Regions from separate parts of the Drosophila melanogaster genome. Here region 1 is linked to region 2. A link is a contact called in public Hi-C data. All regions are on one chromosome and are shown on one strand. Each heading gives the region's core, a stretch centred on a gene start, on an enhancer-like site or on the middle of the called end of the contact. The rest is flanking DNA. Distances are from core to core; before and after follow the strand shown.

Region 1 (4,416 bases), core at 159-2,658, 180 kb after region 2:
CGAGTACCAGCCTTTTTCTTGGAAACCTCTTCAGACACGGTCTGCTCCTGGGTGCCAGACTCATCGGCATCCGGTTCGAGCAGCTCATTCCGAACCTCTATGCGATCAGATTCCTCCCCAAGGTCATCATTCTCTCGGAAGCTCTTCTCCCGCAGCAGCTGCTCGGTGCGAGACTCTCGAACCCGTGTCTTCCGCCCCGCCGCATTGTAACCCTCCCGCATCATGGCCACGACTTCATCGCAATGGACCATGCGAAGATGAACCATAAGATCTTGCCTTTAAAAGACATTACTATTAAGGAAGGGCTGAATAGGATACTCATTACCGTACCTGTATTTGTACTCCCGTTTGCAGATGTAGCACTTGGTGCACCTGAAGGGCAGGTGCGTGAACTTATGCTTAAGCAGGTTTTCCCGGCTGTGCATGGCAATCCGCTTGTTGCACTCCCTGCACCGCTGATAGAGCTTGTCCAGCGGCGTAAAGTTCAAGCCACGTAGAGTGTTGTATTTGTGAATGTGGTTCATGTGCCGCTTCCAGTGGTCCTGTTGCCGGAATTCACCACCGCAGGCGGGGCAGATGTAGACTACGCCCAACTCATAGTTAATTGGCACTCCGTTCTCGTCCGTTGCATTGATCTGCGAGGTGGTGGGTCGTACAGACAGTCCGGAACCCAATCTGGGTCGACCCCCAGCTCCCGGGAATGAGTGTCGCTGCATTGGCGGACGCACTTGTTGGCTCATGGGTCCAGCAGGAGCCAACGATGGACGCTGTGGCTCCGCTATATCTACAATAGGTTCCATATTAAAATCAAAGAGCGCATCATCGTCGGGATCTGGTTGCTTTGGCTCCTTGGAGTTCTTTTCGTAATCATCCTCCTCCTCCCTCTCATCCTCTTCGGCATCCAGCAGGTCATCGATGGCATCGCCTGAATCAAGGATCGCCGTATCGCCTAGGAAGTCATCATTGCCATTCCCGTACTGCTCGCTGTCCTCCAGTTCCGCCACCCCGCTCTCCGCCTCACCCTCCTCGAAGTCGGACGAGAACATCGACGTCCACAGATCCATGCCCTCCATCTTTTGGCTGGGAAGAGGCTTTTCTGCGACAGCTCGCGTCGTCAGTGGCTCTTCAATGTGTGAGTGCGTATGCGTGAGAACTAGTTTTCGTATCCTATATGCCACAATTGGCAATAACGACGACGGCTGTCTGGTTTTTCACTTGGTAGAGCTCTTCTGAGGTGTTGCGCACACCAGGTTCCATCTTCACAGTCGGTGCAGCAGCACACACCTCACTGGGTCCTTTTGCATCTGCGTTTAGCCCACTGGGGCAGCGGAAAAATGGCCAAAACTAAAACTTATTGTAGTCTGCAAAAATCAGAGCCATTTTGTTTGCGGCGTCGCAGAGCTACGGGCCGCAAATAAACTGGAACGGCGTTGCACGGTGTTGCCAGACCAAGAAAGTGAACATCGATAACCCACAGCATGTCAATCGATAGCTTATCGACGATTTAAGCTTATGGGCGCGAAAAATTAAATGTTTCTTGAAAACTAGTTTTTAACTTCAGCTTAGGACCTCGGTCAAAAGGTTATTAACTCCAAACAATTTCCGTCCAGCCCGACCACTTTTCTAAATAAGGACAAAAAGGCATGTTATGTACGAAAGGTTTTTATTGAACAAATATTCGCGCTTGAATTTTGTATTTTTACACTTAATTAGCACGTGCACATTAGAAAGTGCTGTCGTACCGTTTAAATTACATATTTAATGTAATGTAATACAATGTTTATAATGTATGTATGTATGTGTTTTCGTGAGTGTTCGTGTGAATGCAGTTGGTATAAATATAAATATATGTGGCGTGTAGTAGCAACTAAAATAAAATCCATGTGTGATCAAAGGACTCCAACAGGCCGCCACCGCTCGCATCCTTGCTTCTCGCTTGCTTCACACGTAAGCACACACCGGGTTGATGAATATCATATATATAATATATCTGCAGTTGCAGAGGGCAGGCGATCGGGCGTCGTTTTGTGGGGCTACACGCGTTACATGGATTTACACCAACTAAGGAATTTAAATTACAGATTTGCAATGGGGTGGTGGTGGTGTTGGTAGTGATAGGTTTGGGTGCAACGCCGCCTTCTAAAATTGGTTGATTAATTCTCATCTGGGAAGCGTATCGTACTATTGCATCTGCAGATCGTTGAGCAATTGCTATTCTCTCGCTTAATTATTCGTTGGCCATCATGTCCTACTTTCGTGCCTTTCGATTTTCTGACCTGGATACGGGAGTGTAGGGTTTTATGCGTATATTAGATGGGTAGTATGATTTTTTTTGCTTGTTTTGTTGGTTTTTTTTTTTTCTTATAGTGTCTCGTCCCGCCATCGGCTCCTCAATTGCTTGTGCTGGGATCTGAGCAATTCCGGCTGTCATTACCACAGGCCCGACGAGTAGCCGCCTGGGGGAATGCGGTTCTTGTTGATCACCGGAGTGCCGCCATTGGACGACTCCTGGCGCTGGGAATACTCGTTGGCTACGACCTTGTAGCCCTCGCCTGTGACGGGGTTGCCCTCTGTGAAAACAAAGGAATATCATTAGAAAATTTGACTACTTAGAATGCAAACTAGGTGTATAAAATCAAATTGGTTTCTAAGAATCCGAAATTAAAGCGCAACTAATAAAAGTACTTGGGGATTGGCTATGTTCGTTTGGAGTTTGGAGTATGGAATTTCAGACGGAAGCGACAACCAGAACCAAACGCCCACCTCGGATCTTTAGCTTCTTGGGCTTGAGGCCGCCAACACCATCTCCGTTGAGGCCGAGGCCCGTGATCGGATTGCGTGAATCGAGTTTGGAGCACGCCTGCTGCTCCTCCTTAATCTCGTTTGGACAGAGCCCAAGGGGCTCCTTTACATTGCTCACGCCTGCCATCTTGTTCAGCGAGTATGGCTGTTCGGGATTATTTCCAGAGTCTCGCCGAGTTTGACAGCCCTCGTTCACCTGATCGGACTTTGTGACTGTGCTGTTATCTGCCGGCACGTCTCCAACTTCGCTATCTCGGCACGAGTTATCAATGGATAGGGCGTCGTCAGCCGGTGGAATTGGCGTTTCGGTTCGAGCCGGTTCTGGGGGACACAAGGATACGCGTGGGGATGTTTCTTTGGTGTCTGGTCTTGCTGTTGGAAGAAGGAGCGGGGAGGCAGGCGAATCGGGGATGAGGATGAGTCCTTAAAGGACACTGGACACTACAAGTACTCACTGCTCATATTGCGGAAGACTGACGCGATACGATTCAACAGACACAATTGGTTATTGTTCGTGGATTGGTCGGTTGGTTGGTTGGTTGGTTTGACACGATTTTGAGATTTAACGTTTATAGTGCGTGCGTGTGCAGTAAAAAATATATATATATATAGATATTTATAAATGCACAACTTATTTCGTTGAATACAATTTTGTTTTCAAGCGCTTTGGTTTTGATCGGTGTAGCAACTGCGTGATCTAAGTTCGTACTGAATGGAAACCCAGTCGTTGGATGGCTCCCCAATCTGACAGCTGAGTTCTTCGATCGAGTTCAAATCCAGCGACTACTACTACTTGCCAGCCCAAGTTAGGGCTAAGCGCTTCTCACCTGATCTCGAGCCACTGTTCATCTTGAGGTTCTCGGTGGAGGACGACACCGAAGACGAGGCCGAGGACACCGATCCGCTCTTGCCGTTGTAGTGGCCATTGGTGGTCAGCAGCTTCTGGGCGGCAACGGCCTCTGTGTTCTGACCAAAGGGAATGCTGCTCTTCATGTGGTTCTTGCCGGGGGTGATCGGGCGGGTGGGCTCCCCAAACAGCCGAGAGTGGGAGTCGACGGTCTTCTGGCCGCGACGTGGTGCATCACCTGGTCATCACGGTTGCGGGGAGTTGTAACAAATCCAAAGAAATCAAATAAATTGAGGGAAAACCAAAGAAAATAAAACATTCAAATTAGTGGAATTGTGTTGGAGTAGAATTTTAAAATTAGTTTCTCAACGGTGTTTTAAAAACTTGTACGTAATTTCGACAGTGGTTGGGTGAGTACACTGAGAAAAATCATAAAATGCGTAGTTCATTAAAAGGAATAATGTATTCCCCTTTACTTTTCTTTTAGTCAAATTTGCTTTAATAATTAAAATTTTTAAAGCAAACTTGATTTCGTATTTTCTTTCGTTGTGTGTGTATTGTATGGCAAAGGTTAGGCAAAAATTGAATGAGAGGAGCAGCCTTGAGTTCTTTTCGGCTTTTATCTGCTCGAGCTCGAAATGTCATCGGCGGCAGGTGGAAAAAGGAAGCAGGCCAACCGGTTGGGAATAATGCAACTTCTCGAGTTGGAGTGGGTCAGTATTTCTGTGGGAAGTGGGTGAGCTGTGTTCTGGGTTTAGTCGAGACGA
Region 2 (4,248 bases), core at 1,207-3,706:
ACGATAAGCGCGCCCGCCTTCTTGTGAAATTAGCGGAAAGTCAGATTTTTAGCAATCTAAAGAAGCCGCATAATGAGCACCTGGAATCCGGAGAACGATGTGGACCTGCTGTCTGGGTCCGAGGACGAGGAGGATGTGTCCATGAAGCGGGACTACCATGGGCGCGAGGCCATTCTGTTCGTGGTAGACGCCAATCTTCAGACAGCCGGCGTGGAGCGCCTGTTGGAGGCACTGAACATCATCCGGACGGCCTTTATATCCGGACTTCTGGTTAACGACAAGGACCTCATCGGACTCATCTTCGCCAACACCAAGCACAGTCCGCCGCCGCTGGAAGCCAGTGCATTGGACAACATCGTAATGCCGGATAACTGCGCAGTGTTCTTGCCCCTTCGCCAACTAACCAAACCCATTGTGGAGCACTATCTGGAATTCATGGGCGGGGTGGAGACGCAGTTCGCCGATGTGTATGGCCTGGCGGAACCCGATGGTCGCGGCAGGTTTGACCTTATGATCCGGCTCTGCATCGAGATGCTGGAAAAGTGCGGCAAGAAGCTAAACAACGCCAAGATCGCCTATGTCACGGACGTCAGGGAACCTCATCCATCGAACAGCAATCACTTCCAGGCTGCCCTGCAAAAGGCCAGCGATCTGGAGGGCAAGGAGTTCGAGTTTCATGTCATTCCCATGGTCGATGACTTTGACTACGAGCCGTTTTACAAGGAGTTCATCACGTTGTCAAGAGGTAAGTCCTTTAAGTCTGCTATTCATTTCTTATGGGTTTTAATGTGCGAAGTCTGTTCCCCTGTTTGGCGTTCAATTTTCGCCTGAAAGGTTTTAAGACTTCGTAGATCAAATATAAGCAATCATTCACCCGCATCCAAGTGAAGCTCAATTGGTTCGTGGTTTTGGATTGGCTTACAAGAATAATAAAATAAATATATAGCAATCCGTACACTAGATGATGTTTAATGAGGACCTTTTTTGCAGCTATCGAACTGGACGCCTTCCAGGTGCCAGATGCCCAGATGCTGCGCGAAATCCTGTCCGATCGTAAGTTGAAGCAGGATTTCCTTCGCCGATGCCTGGGCCACTTCAGTTTTTATCTGGGCCCCAACCTATCCATGTCCGTACAGTACTACAATTACTTTCAGCGACGCGCCTATCCGCGCAAAGTGCAAATCCTGCGCAGGGACAACAGTGTGGTGCGTACTAAGCGAGTGATTACGGTGCAAAAACAAAAGGACGATGGCTCGCAGGATATCGAGCACGAGTATCAGATTAAGGTGACGGGCGGTTGGTACACTTGCAACGTGGGCGAAAGGGATCTGCGCATCAGCATGGATCAGTTGAACAGGGTGCGCAATCTGCACAAGCCGCAAATGATGCTGCTGGGCTTCAAGCATCGATCCTCTCTTCCCGAAGTTAGCTACATCAAGCCAGCGAATTTCATGTACCCCGATGATCAGAGCATCATCGGATCGAAGCGCTTGTTCCGCGCATTGTGGGAACGATGCTTGGTGCGCGACAAGATTGCCATTTGCCTGTTCATGTGCAAGCGCAAGTCGATACCTCGCTATGTGGCACTTGTGCCAGTAGAGGCCCCAGATAATGGGGAAGATAAGAACTATCGCTCTCTGCTCTGCGGTGACGGATTCAAGATTGTCTACTTGCCGGAGGCCAAGCACATCCGCCACCTAGACTTGCAGGACTGGAACAATACGGAAAACACTGCTGACGAACAGAAAGTCGAGTTTTTCCAAAAGATCATCAAGAAGCTGCGCGTTGACTATCAGCCGAATCTCATCAACGATCCAAGTCTGGACGCCCTGCAGGCGAATCTTCTGGCCCTCTCCCTGGACTTTTCGACAGATACTAAAGGACTCGATAATCTGCTGGACACTTCGCAACAGGACAAGCGCATAGAAAAGCTGCTGCCGGACTATGAAATGTTCGCTCCGGAAGCAGAACCCCATAAGAAGCGAGCAGCCAAGTCCACCACAGCGGGAGCGAGCGGTCCCAAAATGGCCAAGATCGATGATGATCAACTCAAGGAATTCGAATTCGTAAAGAGCCTGAACAAGGATGAGGCTCTGACGAGTTGCACGGCCGCCCAGTTGCATTTTATTCTGCAGCATCACTTCGATGTTACAATGCCCAAGTCGTCAAAGAAGGCAAAACTGGTCGCCAAAATCGAGGAACTACATAAGTAATTAAAATATTCCATACTTTGAGTGATAAATCTGTACCAATCTAGCTTGTATTAACCATTGGTAAACTTAGGATTAGAAAATAATGTTTTGTTGTCCGAATTGTTAATTAAATACATACCAACACATAATTACTTGTAAAATAAATTATTAAAATGTTGTTTTAAAAAAAATGTATATTCCATTACACAATAACAGAAAAGAAAAAAACGTAAAAATTGTACTGAGCAGGCTTAACATAGTAGTCAAGAATCCTTTTTAAAAATCGATTACTATCCAATCGTAAGTTTGTCATCACTAGTTTCGCACGAAGCAGTCTTGCAAAACGCCCGTTGACTACATGTGATAGCGCCGCGCCGGCTTCTTTTGTGCGAATTTGGGCATTACGAATTAATTTATTTCGAACCACGGCCGAAGAATGTCGCTGCAATTCCAAAACGACTGCGGGGACTCCGTTAAGCAAGCCATCATCGAGGAGCTGCAGAACCTACTTAGCTCGGACACAGGAGTCCTGCAGCAGACAGAAAAGAGGATCAAGCAGCTGGAGTACACGGAAGGTGATTTGGCGGGCAGCTGGATTGGCGTGGCTTGGGCGCGGTTCACATGTAGCCCTATTTTAACCATCTCATTCATTTGCAGGCTATGGCGTCTACCTGTCCGAGATCATTATGAACCAGGCGCACGAGCTGCCACTCCGTCAAATCGCGATCGTGATGCTCACTCGTTACGTGGAGAACCACTGGACGGATGACGATGATGTTAAAAGGAAAGCCAACGGTTGTATGGCCAGCGAGCAGGCCAAGCGAACCATACGAAACATTCTGCCAAACGGACTGTATGATCCCAATTCAAAGATACGCTCCTCAGTCGCGCATACCATCTCCACCATAGCCGCCACGGATTACCCACATTGTTGGGCGGAGCTGTTCGACATCATTGTCAAATGCCTGGGCGGCAATGAGGATTCCATACACGGTGCCATGCAGGTGCTGCAGGATTTCAGCTACGACGTGGAGCAAATCAAGGAACTGGGTCCAGTAGTCATACCCGAAGTCTATCGCATCTTCGACTCCGAGCAAAATTACTCGATCAAAACAAGAGTTTCGGCCATTCGCATCTTGAAGCCACTTTTTGCATCCATTGCTGCACTGATCACCAACAAAGAAGAGCAGAGCACCATGATGAGCTCCATTTTGACAAACTTTATGGACAAGCTTATGCATTACCTGAGCATGAATAGCGGCGCCGTTTCCAGTTTCCTGCTTCGCACGGAAATTATCAAGGGTGGGTTTCATTTCGTCTTTGCTGGAAAGTAAACTAAACTTGATCTCACTTTAGTGTTTACCCATTTGGTCAATGAGATGCCAAAGTACATCAACCCCTTTATGGACCGTGTTCTGCCCATTGTCTGGCAGCTACTCACACAAATAGCCGAGACTTACGTGAAGGTGTCGGTGAATCAGACTGAGACAAGTCCGCTGGCCAGCGGCGACAGCGAGGAGGATGACGAGCAGACCAATTTCCAATCACTGATCATCCAGATCCTTGAGTTCATCAACTGCATACTGACATGCAACAAACTACGTGGCAGCATCAAAAATGTGCTGGCCGACCTCATATACATAACCATTGTTTACATTCAGCTGAGCGAGGAGCAGTTGGAGGACTGGCATGATGATCCGGAGAAGTTCGTGGATGATGAGGATGATGGCGGTGTGGAGCTCACGGTGCGCATGTGCGGCCGTGATGTTCTCCTGGTGAGCGAGAAAAGACTTTTCTGAAGAGCTTCATCACTGGCATAATATATTTTTGTAGGCTATTAACGACGAATTCGGAGCCAACGCAATTCAGCCATTGCAGGAGGCATTGGGCAGGCACTTTAGTGTGGCTGATGCAGAAAAAGCGGCCAACAATCCCAACTGGTGGAAGATCCAGGAGGCCTGCATGGATGCCGTGCATGCTTTCCGCGACGTCATCCTCGCCGGCGACTCTACGTTTGACCTCCTCAACTACTTGACCATAGTTCGGAATTTGCTTG

Evidence for each region. Hi-C and Micro-C count contacts between places; a contact is called where the count stands out from the background.
Region 1: a Hi-C map of the Kc167 cell line shows a contact between it and region 2, with 2.4 times the contacts expected there. The contact joins the promoter of CG6791 here to the promoter of Ipo9 in region 2. A contact is called at or near these places in 15 of 107 Hi-C or Micro-C datasets (the Clone 8 cell line, the D17-c3 cell line, the Kc167 cell line and 6 more) and 1 of 6 datasets of contacts at active chromatin or transcription factors (the Kc167 cell line).

Annotation. Positions count from the first base shown.
Region 1 is chr3R:11,588,738-11,593,153 of dm6, forward strand. CG6791 reads right to left here and starts at 1,409. Exons shown (of 4, transcript NM_169403.2): 1 at 331-1,409; 2 at 1-276. The coding sequence starts at 1,073. Jupiter (jupiter,) reads right to left here. Exons shown (of 5, transcript NM_169406.4): 4 at 3,630-3,887; 5 at 1,649-2,570. The coding sequence ends at 2,431.
Region 2 is chr3R:11,410,066-11,414,313 of dm6, forward strand. It overlaps Ipo9 (Importin 9), which reads left to right and starts at 2,457. Exons shown (of 6, transcript NM_141811.2): 1 at 2,457-2,767; 2 at 2,850-3,494; 3 at 3,549-3,967; 4 at 4,026-4,248. The coding sequence starts at 2,629. It overlaps Irbp (Inverted repeat-binding protein), which reads left to right. Exons shown (of 2, transcript NM_080512.5): 1 at 1-745; 2 at 991-2,375. The coding sequence starts at 73. The coding sequence ends at 2,213. It overlaps snoRNA:Irbp-a (a small nucleolar RNA gene), which reads left to right and starts at 783; the gene lies at 783-932.